Regions from separate parts of the Sus scrofa genome. Here region 1 is linked to region 2. Evidence: chromatin contacts called from public promoter capture Hi-C data. All regions are on one chromosome and are shown on one strand. The core of a region is the stretch at or near the end of the contact, and the rest is flanking DNA. Distances in the headings are between cores, read along the strand shown. Region 1 holds the start of UBE2J1 (ubiquitin conjugating enzyme E2 J1). Region 2 holds the start of SLC35A1 (CMP-sialic acid transporter).

Evidence for each region. Promoter capture Hi-C pulls out the DNA fragments that hold promoters and counts their contacts.
Region 1: a promoter capture Hi-C map of fetal skeletal muscle shows a contact between it and region 2, with 5 times the contacts expected there. The contact joins the promoter of UBE2J1 here to the promoter of SLC35A1 in region 2. A contact is called at or near these places in 1 of 5 promoter capture datasets (fetal skeletal muscle) and 1 of 2 datasets of contacts at active chromatin or transcription factors (alveolar macrophages).

Annotation. Positions count from the first base shown.
Region 1 is chr1:57,360,686-57,367,513 of Sscrofa11.1, forward strand. UBE2J1 (ubiquitin conjugating enzyme E2 J1) reads right to left here and starts at 3,578. Exons shown (of 8, transcript NM_001077219.1): 1 at 3,548-3,578. The coding sequence starts at 3,578.
Region 2 is chr1:55,858,044-55,865,918 of Sscrofa11.1, forward strand. SLC35A1 (CMP-sialic acid transporter) reads left to right here and starts at 1,576. Exons shown (of 8, transcript XM_003353254.5): 1 at 1,576-1,871; 2 at 7,379-7,556. The coding sequence starts at 1,856.

The sequences.
Region 1 (6,828 bases), core at 2,328-4,827, 1.5 Mb after region 2:
GTTTCTCTTGGAAAGCAAGTATCTCAATATCATCAATCTCCAAAGCATGGGTAAAATTCAGGAGACAGATTTATTGAGGATGTGAATCCAATGTCATGCTTTCCAACTGCCTCTTCCTGCTCCCATAGTGAAGGCACTTAAGGAAATATTCAAGGACTAATATTTCTGCCCAGGTAGATCCTGCAAAGGTATCCATTCAACATTTAAAGAATATCTGAGTCATGGAAATAGAAGAATGACCGAGACCTGCTTCTTGCCTTCAAAAAGCTTGTAGTGAGAGAAAGACAGGAAAACACAAATACAGACCAAGTATGTACTTGTATAGAGACCACCTTAGTCTGCTTAGGAAAGCCAGGCAAGGTTGAACCTTAAAGTAGCTTGAAGAATCCATAGGAATTTCAAATGGATGAAAGGGAAGGCATTCCAAGCAGAAGCTCCAACAGGGACCAAGGCATGCAGGTGAGAAGAGCTGCTTCATCTGGAGAGGCACTAAGGCAAAATGCATAGATGGTGAAAATGCAAAGGAGCAAAGGCGTGGTAGGGGATGAGGCTGGTGAGGGAGGCAAGCCCTGCACACCAAGCTAAACAGTTTACTTTGAACTTTATCCACAGCTATCAGGAAGCTACTGAGATTTTTTTCAATTTGAGGAGTGATTTAATCAGTTTTTGTTTTGTTTTCATTGATCTGGTAATGATAACAACTGGTGAAATGTGTGTGTGACTGTGTGTCTTGGCACCTGTGCGAAAATGCATGCATTTGTGTGTGTTTCAGGGTAGAGGGAGGAGGAACGGAGTAGACCAAGAGATCATCGATGACTCCCAGGCATTCCTGTCAATCCTCAGGATAAGGAAGGTTACGGTGAGGTGCAAGTTGAGTGGGGAGAGAAAACTGATTAGTTTAGGGCTTGTTTTTTATACCTTGTAGAGTTTTTCTTTTTTTGGTCTGTAAGAAATTTGGGTCAACATGTTAAATCACCATCCTTAAGATCCATGTTATCTACAGCCTGGGAGCTGGGGAAAGGATCTGAATTGGACATTAAAGCTTGAGAATGATTAGTGTTAAGGGCAGTCCACACCTTGGGCATGGAGAGTTAGCTCTTAGCTTTCTAATGATGGTAGAATCTGTGTGCACCAATCTCTTACGCGCTAATCACTTGCTGAATGTGCCCAGAGGCTCCTTGGAAAGAATCCCGCCAGAGGAGGTTCTTTACACATCCACCTCCCCACTTTGTACCTACTACCTTGGCCAGAATAGACCCAAAAAGAGATCAGGGAGCTTTATCTAGAGGCAACTACCAATAGGCTAGTCAAACACTTATGGAGTGGCCCCACACACAGCTCTGCCCACAAGCAAGGACCATTCCAGAAAAATCATAAAAACAACTCCACATCAGAGAGGAAAATGGTTATTATATCATTCACATTGTGCAGTGTTTTTAACCACATCCTTTCACACGTGCATTACCCTGAAAACACAGTAAGACTGCAAATAAAACATAAGAAGGAAGCATTTTCACTTTGCCTCTCAGCACCTTCAATAAGTCCCGTATTTCATCTAATTCACCTTCTCCATGAACTCCAAATGATCTGCGCAGTAACAGAAAAAGGTTAAAAAAAATTCTTTTTTAGAAAAGCAACACTACCTTTGAGGAAATGAAACCCAAAACAGGAAGCAATTTATTACACAGCTAGAAGCATGTCTACCAAAGCTCAGCCAGCTGACAACAGGTCATATAGTCTGGAAATGTACAACATTCTGAAGAACTGTAAATGCTTATCACAATCTCAAGCACGGCAACATCAAAACTGAGCAATGTCCTCTGACAACAATCTTGGGACTCACCAATCCTCCATTCCAAACTGCACTATTACTCACATTTTCATTATTTTCTGGATATTCCCCTAACTAACTCAGCTGTCTTATAGAACTTGGTACATGTGACCAAGCAGCCACCCTACTTTTTTATACCGTATATTTTTATTAAAACCTAGCACATGGAGTTCCCGTCGTGGCGCAGTGGTTAACGAATCCGACTAGGAACCATGAGGTTGCGGGTTCGGTCCCTGCCCTTGCTCAGTGGGTTAACGATCCGGCATTGCCGTGAGCTGTGGTGTAGGTTGCAGACGCGGCTCGGATCCCGAGTTGCTGTGGCTCTGGCGTAGGCCGGTGGCTACAGCTCCGATTCAACCCCTAGCCTGGGAACCTCCATATGCCGCGGGAGCGGCCCAAGAAATAGCAACAACAACAAAAAGACAAAAAAAAAACCTAGCACAATCCTAACAGTTGAATCATTCTAACACCTAACCTTAAAATTAAACTTTTCTTTCCCTCTTTCTCTTTGATCCACCTCTGCCTCTTTTTTCTGGTGTTCTTAAGAGATGGGCTGGGGGCAGGGGTCATGAATTCACAGAAAGTGAATCTATAAATAGCCTTCGCCAGATTTTTAAATGTGTCTATGCCCCGCCCCCAAAAATGTTATGACCTATTCTACAACACTTGGTTACCTAAGAACGTTTCTTAGTCTGACAGCACTCAGGTTAACAAAGCTCTATTCAGCCAGTATTCTCCGGCTTTTCTGGAGGCTTTGCATGTTTTTAAGATATTTTTAAAAAATCAAGGACTCAAAATACTCTTTCCAGGGGCACGCTAATCTTGCTGATTCTTACTAAGCTGCTTCTTTGGAAGGGGAAAAAAGTGAGCAGCAAGAGTTGGTCAAACCATCTCTAATGTTCTAGGATTATCACTTACAACTGAAGTGTAGAGTTTCTCCTCCTAACACATTTATCAAGGTACGGAAAGAATAAATACCATTTTATAGAATCCAAAGATTTGTTCCAAGCCTGTCTTAATCTGAGAGAGCTGGTTACTTTTCGTGCATCTTTATAATACACTAGTAAAGAAGTGGAGGCTGGAATTGTTTGGCTGCTTCCGTGAGTGACACAGGGGCATTAAATACAGGAAAGGAAGTTTTTATGTCTGAATATGGACATATATCATACTCGTCAGGATGGCAAAAATCATGGTTAGCTCTACTAGTTTTCTTAGCTTTTTGGTTAACTGGTTTGGTCCAGAACACTTCCTTCATTCTATTCACCCCAAATCCTGCAAACAGAACATTTAAACTAAATCCTCAAAGGAGAGTGAATCAAACAGCTAATAAAAGTCCGGTGGCGGCGACGAAGAAGGGCTAAAGGCGGTGTCCCGGGCGCAGGTAGGGCAAGAGGCTGTTAACTATTACCCCAGACATCACCTTTACACCTGTTCTCAGCGCCGAACGGATAACCCAGCTCTACGCAACGAAATGGAGGGAAGGGCAGTCGGGGTGCGGCGGGCAGTCCGCAGGTTTCGCAGCCGATGCCCGCCCGATCGCCTGGCTCCGCGGCCTGCACCACCCCGGCAGGCGGCGGCCTCGCGTAGAGCGCGAAACCCGGAGCTGAGCCGCGAGCGGCGGCTGACCGGACGAGACCGCGGCGCGGGGCCCGGGATCCCGGTCACTCCTCCCTCCCGCCCCGTGCGGCGCCGCAACCCGCCCGCAGCTCCGCTCACCTGGGCTCTTCAGGTTGTAGCGAGTCTCCATGGCAGGTCGCTGGCCCGGCTCCGGTCTCCCAGCCTGCCGCCCGCCGCTGCCTCTGCGCGCCGCCGCCGCCGGGGTGTCAGCGCGGCTCCAGCAGACCCGGCCTGGCCGAGGAGCCTCCGCGGATGCCGCCCAGCCCTGGCGGGGACTGCGGCCGGGGTAGGAGGGCGCGGGCGGGGCGCGGGCTCCGCCTCCTCCGCTGCTCCCCCGCCTCCCTGAGGGTCGGGCGGGCGCCAGCGCCGGCCCGGGTGTCGCTGAAGCCGGGCGCGGGCTGGAGGTCAGCCTACTCGCCTGGCCGCGGGCCCACCCCCGCCGCGGCCGCCCGTCCTGCGTCACCCGCCCTCGCCTGGGTTTTGTGAAGTTACCCTGACGTGGCAGTCGCTTCGTGGCAGTCGGTCGCGCGGCCGCTGGTCACTCCGCCGGCCCTGCGAAGCCGGCTCCGGGATCTGCGAGAGCGGGCGGCGCCCAGGTCTTCCTCTCGCCCGGGCCCTCCGGAGGTCGACCTTCCGCCCGGCCCATCCAGGGTCCCCAGGAAGTCGCGGGGCTCAGGCACGGCCGGAAGCGTCCTGGTCCTCCTGGTGGCGGGAGGTGTGGGCCCGGGCCCTGGAGACCCCGTTCAGAGCCGCCCGCGGCTCCCAGGTCCTCTTGCACCCCGCCGAGTGCGTTTTAGATCAGTAGCTGTTTGGAGTGGAAACAGTTAAAGTAGGGAAGGGAAAATCCAGTGATAAGGGATTGAGGAGGGTTTTTAACAATTTTTTTCCCCCAGACAAATGTGCTTAGAAGCAAGGCACTTAAATATTTGGGTTTTTTTTTTTTTTTTTTTTTTTTTAAGAATTGAATTTGGGGGAACCATGTAAATAAGAAAAGTTTAACTTCAGAGGAAAAACACTTCGGGCTTCACTGTAGAGTGGAATGGAGAAAAAGAGGACAGGACTGTGGGTCCTGAAGGCTTAGAGGAGCAAAGAGGTAGAAAAAGAGAGGGGAGTTCGTTGTGGCTCAGCGGGTTAAGAACCCGACTAGTATCCGTGAGGGTGCGGGTTCAATCCCTGGCCTTGCTCAATGGGTTAAGGACCCGGAATATCGGCTGGCTGTGGCCTAAGCCCACAGCTGCAAGTCGGACTGGACCCCCTAGCCTGGGAATTTCCATATACCAGGAATGCAGACCCTAAAAAAAAAAAGAGGGAGAATTGGGATAGTGCTGAGGATAAAAGGGAAGGAAAGAATTTCAGGTGGGGTTGAAGAGGGTTAATCAGGTTGGTTAAGCTTTGCTATGTAAAAATAGAAAACTTTTTTTGAAAAGCTGCAGAATATGCTACCCCAAAATATGCCTCTTTGGCATAAGGATTATTTTAAGCTGATTATTTCTGAGAAAGAGCAGGCTCTGGAGACTCTGAAAATAGAGTCAAAGTTAACCCCTTTGGGGGAGGAGGGGTATGGAACTTGGAAGTTCCTGGCCAGCCACAGCCATGTCCTGAGCCACAGCAATAACACCAAATCCTTAACCCACTGAGCCACCAGGGAACTCCAGAAGTTACTCTTTTCTAAGGGAAATTTACTGTTGTAAATGTCTCCCTCAAGGTACCTGGAAAAGAAGGTTGATTCTAAATTGCAAAAGAATCTCAATGGGGAAAGTACTGACAAGTGTGCCAAACAATCTTTACCCTTGTTTAGGTGCTTTTCCCCAAACCTCCGTAACTGGCCTCCCTCCATACACCCTACAACTTTCTTTTGTCTTTGGCTGAAGATAGTAATTAAGGTGGTGACTTCAGTCAATCTAGGCACTTAGCTTGTTTGTTTTTCTCTTGATCATCTATTACAAGGGGTCTCAGGTGAGAACTCATAAGGGTAGAGGGAAGATTATTTCCACCCCTACACTTTCTATTGTTAAAATTAAGAATCTAAAGTGAATCAAGGAGTTCCCCTAGTGGCGCAGCGGAAACGAAACCAACTAGGAACCATGAGATTGTGGGTTCAATCTCTGGCCTTGCTCAGTGGGTTAAGGATCCGGTGCTGTGACCTGTGGTGTAGGTCGCAGACACAGCTGGGATCCTGCATTGCTGTGGCTGTGGCTATGGCGTAGGTCGGCAGCTACAGCTCCAATTAGACCCCTAGCCTGGGAACCTCCATATGCCGCGGGTTTGGCCCTAAAAAGCAAAAAAAAAAAAAAAAAAGTGAATAGAATTCTTGGTATCAGATTGTATCAGCAACCCTTTGTAAAGAGTGAAATTTAAATTTAGAAAGGGTGTGGGAAGTGGAGGATGAAGATAAAACTAGATAGTATCTTTCAAACCATTCCATGATAATGTTTTCTGAAAAGTAAACTGATAACTTGATTGGCCCAGATATGCATCCAAAACCAAACCCCAATAAGCTGCTTCATTCACTTATTCTTTGTGTTGAATCTTCAAATTGTCTAACACTTGACATGCTCTCTGTACCACAGCTCTGCAAAAGTGGGCATTTGTGTGGTAGGTCTCAGGATGGAGAGGCTTTTGAGGCAGGTACTACTGTTACTGCACACAAATTCGTGTGCCTCACCTGGGGCTGGAGTCGGGGAGGAGGTATGGAGTGGAGAACAGTTTACTGTAAGGGCCAAGCAAGAACAGATGGCTCGTGCTCAAAAAACCTGAATTCCCTGGTGGTTTTGCGGGGAGAATTTTAGGGCTGCAGGGTGTGTGACTTTCTTCTGTTTGTTCAATGGTGAGGTGACAGGGCAGGGTCCAGTAATCTTGTGCTCAAGTTACCATCCTCCCCTTGGGGTCTTAGTTCCTGCAGAAGAACTCAAAGGTATATTTGTATGAATATCCTTTGAGGAGGAGCTAGGACTCTGCTTTATTCCGCCCTGTTTTTTCTTGACTGATTTCCCTTTGTTTCTGCATTCCCTCACTTCCCCTCAATAGTTAGTAGTGAATAATTCCCTCACTCCCTCTAGTTAGTGAACTATTCCCTTACTTCCCCTAAATAGTTAGTGAACTATTTAAATAGTTCAACTATTTTGAATAAAGAGTCAACTATTTGATTCTGCCCTCTGAACTCAGGGAAAGTCTTGGAGGCTGAAGCTTCTTTCCCACGAAGAAACTGGAGACGCAGAAAGGCTTCTGTGCCCAGGAGGGCCCCACACAGTTCTGCTCGGTCTCAAGACCATGTATTTTAAAATATTTATTATTCAACATTTAAAACTTTTTTTTTTTTTCTTTTTGGGGCCACGCCTGGGCACATGGCAGTTTCCAGACGAGGAGTTAAATCATAGCTG
Region 2 (7,875 bases), core at 326-2,825:
TAAGGATCCGGCGTTGCCATGAGCTGTGGTGTAAGTTGCAGATGCAGCTCAGATCCCGAGCTGCTGTGGCTCTGGCGGAGGCTGGCGGCTACAGCTCTGATTGGACCCCTAGCCTGGGACCCTCCATATGCCGCGGGAGCAGCCCAAGAAATGGCAAAAAAAAGAAAAAAAAGAAAAAGAAAAAGAATATAATATCCATTTGGCCACTGCTTGGGCTGGGATAACAGAAATGCCGTCTGCAAAGTTAACAGGAAATAAAATTTCAAGGATATGCTGCAGTTGCAAAGTATAATAACAACCCCTGGTTTTTGAGTATCTACTTTCTAAATTCACTAAAAGAATTTTGTCCTCGAAAATCATAAAGTGTTAGGAAACTTGCTGTTGAAATTGTATCAGGAAGAATGAAACAGTCCACTCTTCTGTAAAGATTTTAGTGGCTTTGACGCAAAGAAGCAGCCTCAGTTTCCAATCTAGGTGCACAGCCTTCATTTAAGGGGCTCTTGAAATGTAACTTTGCAGTTTCCGAGGAACAGGATCCTGAGCCTCTTTTGCAGCCCAGATCTAATATTGATTTTTTTTTTTTTAACACACAGCTCTGCTTTAAATATATCAAAACACTTTTAAAATTTCACCTGAGTCCATCCTTCCCCCAGATTCTATAACCCTGTCTTTTCCTTTGTTGTCTGAGACATGTCTCACTGACTGTGGTGTACAGCTTCCCTCACTGGAACGGGTCGATAATCCTGACTCTGACGATAGCTTTGTCCCTGGTGGAATTGGGCTTATCAGGTTAGGGCAAAAGACATCAAAATCTAGTCAAGCAAGGCTCATGCCAATGGAATACAAAATCTTTGTGGGCAATGAAAATTTACAAGAAAAGTAGGGAAGAGCAGCACGATAGGTTACGTGAACCAGGAATGCCACAAAACCAGTCCCCCAAAAAGCATTTTACCCAGCACACCAATTTTGATCAATTTGTGTGTGTGTGTGTGTGTGTGTGAGAGAGAGAGTATGTGAGCTACTATTCTCCCCCAGATCATGTTCCTGTAAGAAATGAGGTATTTTTAACCAAACTACATATCTCGAAAGCCATTCATTTTGCCAATGAATTATTTCCAACATCGCTTATGCTAATTAATATGCTTTAGTGAAAGTAAAGATTATAGCGGTTGAAGTAAATACCTATGGACACATATACTATTTATGAAGCCCATTTGTCGTGTGAAGATCGTGCAGTTAATGTCTGGCTGGGTAAATATAACCAATGGCAATGCTAATGATAAGGACACAGGCACAAGACTCTGAACAATAATAACTATATTAAGTTTAAATAAGAGGTAACAATGGCAGTTAATGAGCGAGGTGAAAGTTACAAAAGTTGCCAAGGTTGCTGAACGTAGTTTCTGTTTCTTTACAAGTTCTGGGTGGTCCTACAACAGCTTTGACATCCGTGAATCATTGCCTAAGCCCAAATCCTATTTGCCGCCAAGTCACGTTGCTGAGGACTACAACTCCCAGAAGGCAAAGCTCCGCTCCCTTAACTCCGTTTCCTTAACCGGCCGGGAGCTGTAGTTTACAAAAGGACGGCCTTGGAACCGAGTGTTACGCTGTTGTCCACATATACTTGGCGGTACAGTCCTCTCCTCCATCCGGGTCGTTCCCTTTTCGGTAGCAGTTGGATTCCTGAGCCTAATCTTGGTGTTTGGCTGGGCGGCAAGCCGGCGGCCACTGGCCGGCGAGGCGCTCTAGGCCGAGCGGCTTTCGTCTCTATGACCTCAGGGGGCGGTCCCCGGTGTCCGGGGCAGCGCTCGCAGAGGGGGCGCGCGTCAGTTCCGCGCGGGGCTGTCGGGGAACCATGGCTGCCCCAAGAGGTGAGATTGGCGGTCGCCGGGACAGGGGAAGCCCCCGGGGGGCGGTGGCGAATGAGCGTCAGCGCTGGTCCGCACCTGTCGGCGGTGCAGCATCCCTCGCGCCCGCAGGGCTCCGGGCCCCGGGGCCAGGCGCGGGCGACGGGCATCTGGAGTTGTGTTGAGCCGCTCCCGGGCTGGAGCGCCCGCCGCCGCCTGTCTGGGCAGCGCGGGGCAGCCAGCCTCCCACTGCAGCTGCTTTCCCCGCGGCGGACTCCGCGCTGGGCAGTTCCGCGGCCCAAGACGCCGCCTGCCTCGACGAGCGGGTAGTGGGTGGGACCCGAATTCAGACAGGCCCAGGCAGCGGCGGACCCGGCGAAGGGTCGGGGCGCAGGTTCCGGGCTGCATCCGCCTCACCCAAAGGAGGCAGGACCGTTCTCCGTCCGGCCCGGGGTCACCGCGGTGGCGGTCTCTGCTGCGTCTCCTGACCTAGGATGCTCAGAGGTTTAAGGGCATGCTCTGGGTGTAGTGTCTAAGCGGCGGCTGGTCCACGTAACAGTCACTGAACTGGGACATTAAAACAAACTGAAACCGTAACGAGATGGAAAAGGCAGTCGTTAACAGAGTTATTTCCAAGGAGAATGTTGTATATGGTTAGAAGAAACACTTTGGTATTTTGGCGGGGGATGGGGGAGGGTGAGATCCACAACTCTTCCCTTCCCCAGGGGTAGCACATTAGAGTAATAATATTTGATGACTAATTGCCATTTCATGAGGATGAGTCTGATTAACTCCGCAGCACTTTTGTTTTGCTGAGCGGGGTAAGTGAGTTAAGAGCAGGGCTGAATTAGAGCAGTGGCTAGGAAAGGTTGAGCAGCACCCGGATTCTTTCTCCAACCTTCTCCCATCGAGGTCTTGGCTTCACCTTTGAATAAATGTTGAACAAATATTTGAGGAATAGTTTTTCGCATGGGTGCCAAATTATTTTCCTGGTTGGAGAGGCCACGTTTATTACTCTAGCTCTGCCCAGAGAGCATTGTTTGTAGTTGCATTAGCTGTATGTGCTTCTCTTACCTGTTCTCCCATTTCAAATAAACCCAACCTTAAGCGTCTTTTTGTAAAGGAAGTGAAAAAAACAAAAAACAGAATTGTTTTGATAACTGACGTAAAATGGGAACTGCAAGATTAATGAGGAAGGCAACCTCAAAATCACAAAAGTCAAGTCATTATCTGGAACTGTTGCAACAGTATATACAGATTTAGGCCTATTGCACATTTGTTGTGCCCTGGTTATAAGTCTTATATGCCCCGAGAAATGTGTAACACAAAATTGAAGTTTCTAGAGCTTCCTGTTATTCACAAAGGATTTATCTGGGCTTTCCTGAATTTCCGAGTTCTCAAGTATTATGAATAATGTCCTCTGTTTAAATAGTAAAATGTAACTGAGAAAAAGATGCAGCTCCAGACTGTAAATTTCTTTTGGGGGGCATTTCCCACACTGAAATAAATATTGCGTGGGGGCTAGTGGGAACTTTATGAGACAGAGAAAACTGCAAATGTGCCACTGTGCCCACTCAGCAGTGCATCTGAGTTGTGGGCTAGGTTTATAGTCACTACCTCTGGCCATGATTTGAATACTCAGCAAAACTGACAGTGATTACGTGTATGGACTTTTGATATTACTCTGAAAAAAAATTGAAGTTGCTAATAATTGCAATTTCATACTGGAGAATTTATGACTGGAGTGAAGAAGAAATATTGTGGGGCGTCCCTGTCGTGGTTCAGTGGTAACAATCCTGACTAGTATCCATGAGGACTTGGGTTCGATTCCTGGTCTCACTCAGTGAGTTAAGGATATGGTGTTGCTGGGGCTATGGTGTAGGCCTGCAGCTGTAGCCCCTAGCCTGGGAACTTCCATATGCTGCCCTGAAAAGAAAAAAAAAAAAAAAGAAATATTTTGGTCTAATGCTAAACTGAAATTAGAGAAAAAACATATGAAGTATTTTTTAAAAGTTTATGTATGTTTTATACATGATAGTCTATAGCAAAGAAAGCCGTGTATGTTATACAGATATCTAAACTTACTTGATTACTATTTCATTTAGATCACTATTTTCAAGAGTATCATGTATATTCCCGTTGAATCACTATGCTAATAGGTATATTTTCAGAGTTGATGACAGTAATAATTATAGGTCAGAATAATTATACATAGGCTATACATAGTTGGTTTAATGTTTAAACATTCACTATGTTGTATTGAATATATAATAGCTGAAATAAAGTCATTTTTAGTTTGGCAGTCTTAACCTCTCTTATTTATGAAAGTGTTGAGAATCTAGGACATGTGTTGGCAAACCTTTTTTTGTTAAGGGCTGATGGTCTCTCTCATAACTACTCACCCTATTGTTTCAGGACAAAAAATAGCCATAGATAATTTGGAAATAAATGAGTGTAGCTATGTTCCAAGAAAACTGTTTTATGTTCACTGAAGTTTGAATTTCATATAATTTCCATGCATTGCAAAAGGCCATTTAAAAACTTTTTTCCTCCAACGTTTTAAAAATAAGAAACTAGTCTGAGTTTGCAGGGCATATAAAAGTGAGGGGAAATGGAGGTGTTGCTCACCTTTGATGGAGAAGATGGGAAATGCTTTCTTCTGTCTTGCTGTTTGTTTGTTTGTTTATTTATTTATTTATTTATTGTCTTTTTGCCTTTTCTAGGGCCGCTTCCGCGGCATATGGAGATTCCCAGGCTAGGGGTCTAATCGGAGCTGTAGCCACCGGCCTATACCAGAGCCATAGCAATGAGGGATCCGAGCCACGTGTGTGACCTACACCACAGCTCACGGAAATGCCGGATCCCTAACCCACTGAGCAAGGCCAGGAATCGAACCTGCAACCCCTTGGTTCTTAGTCGGATTTGTTAACCACTGAGCCTCGATGGGAACTCTCCTGTCTTGCTGTTTATTTTTTAAGTCTTACATTTCCTCCTTGTGTGGGAAAGTTTTAGAGCAAGTGAAGTATAATCATTATCTCCTTCACTCCCATTTGCATAAACATTGTGTTTTGGCTCCTCAGATCTTTTGGAAAGAAAGTTTAGGCAGATATAAGCTCTATTTCTTTTGTTCAGCCATATTACTTTTTAGTTAAGACCTGATATCATTTTAAAAACCTGCCTGCAATTTATACATAATTCTTTAATTCAACCAGGGGAAAATATTTACATTGAAGAACCTGTTTCCTGGTTAAGTTACTGCCTTACCATATAAAGTTGGTTTGTTTGAAACTCCTATTTTATTTTCCCGTGAAAGTCATCTTCGAATTTTGGTTAGGCTTCCAAAGTGGTGAACTAAAGAATACTTAGGTATAATGGAGTTATACCAGTAGCCCAGAGTCACCTCCTGTCCCTCTGAGTCTTAACCCAGGTTGTCAAAGTATGGCCCATTGGTCAAACCCAGCCTCTCGTTTTTGTATGGCTTACGAGCTAAGAATGGTTTTTACACGTGAGCGCTTGCAATTGATTTTTTTTTTTCTTTTTGAGCGGGGTCCACCTCTGGCTTGTGGAAGTTCCCAGGCCAGGGATTGAACCCGTGCCACAGCAGTGACCCAAGCCACAGCAGTGACAGCACTGGGGTCCTTAACCCACTGAGCCACCAGGGAACTCCATGTAAATGATTTGCTGGAACGTTAACTTTGAAGACCAATGAAACCCCCAGTAGAATTCCCTTCTTTTCAATACCATAAGGCATTGTACTCAATTATTGTTATATTTTAAATTTGTCCAATTAAATACAAGCTAAATGTGAAAATGTATTTTCTCTCTTGCTACTTAAGTACCTACATGAGATCCTTGATTTTGCCTTGTGGGCTACAAAAACCTAAAATATTTACTCTTGGCCCTTCATAGAATAAAATTTGCTGATTATATGTGCCTGAAGATTTGAAAGAAGGTTAGAGGTAGCTGGGGATGAGAGAGGTGTGAACTGGGTAAAGAAAGTAGGAATGGTTTGAGCATCAGGCAATGGCAGTATCACAGCAGGGCTCGGGGTGTGGATGGGAAAGGAGACCCAGTACCTCAGGGCTTGTGGTTTTATGGAAGGTGTTGGACTGGCCCTGGTGCTTGAGTGATGGCTGCTGCTCATATATACTTGTACGTTCTTAAATTGAGTGTTCATAAGTCATGTATGTTTCCTGGATTTGAAGTTTCACAGAACTTCGTTCTCAGTACTCTTTTTTGTATTATGATCTTTTCGTATAATGCTGTGAAATGAGGGACTAGATGTAATTTGTTTTGTGATAAAGTTTTAATCCCTACTTGTATCACTAAGTTACTGTTTTTGTTTCCTTTTCTGCTCTCTTTATTTATTTACTTATTTAGCTTTTTTAGGGCTGCATCCGAGGCATATGGAAGTTCCTAGGCTAGGGGTCGAATCAGAGCTTTAGCTGCTGGCTTACGCCATAGCCGCAATAACACGGGATCAGAGCTTCATCTGTGACCTACACCATAGCTCACGGCAATGCTGGATCCTTAAACTACTGAGTGAGGCCAGGGATCAAACCCCCATCCTCATGGATCCTAGTTGGGTTCGTTAATTGCTGAGCCATGAAGGAAACTCCCCCTCTTTCTGCTCTCTTTATATTTAGAATATTCATTGCTGTAATTGTTTTCATGCTTTGCTTTCAGAAGTATGAATTATATAAAGTATGTAATTTATAACAGCCCAAACTAGGGTTGTTTAGTTATGTCACATAGCCTTGGAATTGAGCTATCCCTAGGGGCAAAAGTTCTGCCTAACCAGTGATATTAAGTCAGCTGGCTTTTGTGTGTGTGTGTGTGTGTGTGTTTGTGTTCATGTAATTGGAAAGTGTTGTTTGAAATAATTTTTTTTCTTTTTTTCTTTTTAGGGCTGTACCCATGGCATATGGAGGTTCCCGGGCTAGGGGTTGAATCAGAGCTATAGCTGCTGGCCTACACCACAGCCACAGCAATGCAGGATCTGAGCCACATCTTCAACCCACACCACAGCTCATGGCAATGCCAGATCCTTAACCCACTGATCGAGGCCAGGGATCAAACCCTCAACCTCCTAGCTCCTAGTCGGATTCATTTCTGCTGCGCCACAACAGGAACTCTTTTTTTTTTTTTTTGTCTTTTTGCCATTTCTTGGGCCGCTCCCATGGTATATGGAGGTTCCCACACTAGGGGTCTAATCGGAGCTGTAGCCACCCGCCTACGCCATAGCCACAGCCACAACTCGGGATCCAAGCTGCATCTGCACCTACACCACAGCTCACGGCAACGCCGGATCGTTAACCCACTGAACAAGGCCAGGGATTGAACCCGCAACCTCATGGTTCCTAGTCGGATTCGTTAACCACTGCACCACAACGGGAACTCCAGGAACTCTTGAAGTAAATTTTTAAATGTATTTTGTGCTTAAAATTAGAAAGCATTTTGAGGTACAATGTTCACTTTTATTGACATAATATTGTCTACTACATAATATCTTTGTTGCCCATATTTTCCAGAAAACGTCAATTTATTATTCAAGTTATACTGCTTGGCAGTGATGACCCTGGTGGCTGCAGCTTATACCGTAGCTTTAAGATACACGAGGACATCAGACAAAGAACTCTACTTTTCAACCACAGCCGTGTGTATCACAGAAGTCATAAAGTTATTCCTAAGTGTGGGAATTTTAGCCAAGTGAGTATAAATACATGTTGGTGTGTTAAATTATTAATGTTTTACTCACTTATTTTCTCTATTAGAAAATGTAAGCTACATCTTCACATGTTGGATTGCTCAACCTGGGACAGTTTTGCCCCCTAGGAGATATTATTTTGGTTGATGCAACTTGGGGGGTGCTAATGGCACTGAGTGGGCGGAGGCCAAGGATGCTGAGAGGCATCCTGCAATGCCCTGTCCCCCAGGACAGCACTCCATAACCAAGAATTATCCAGCCCCAATACGAGTGGTGCTGAAGCAGAGCTCTTCCCCAAAGCAGGGTGGGCAAACTATGGCC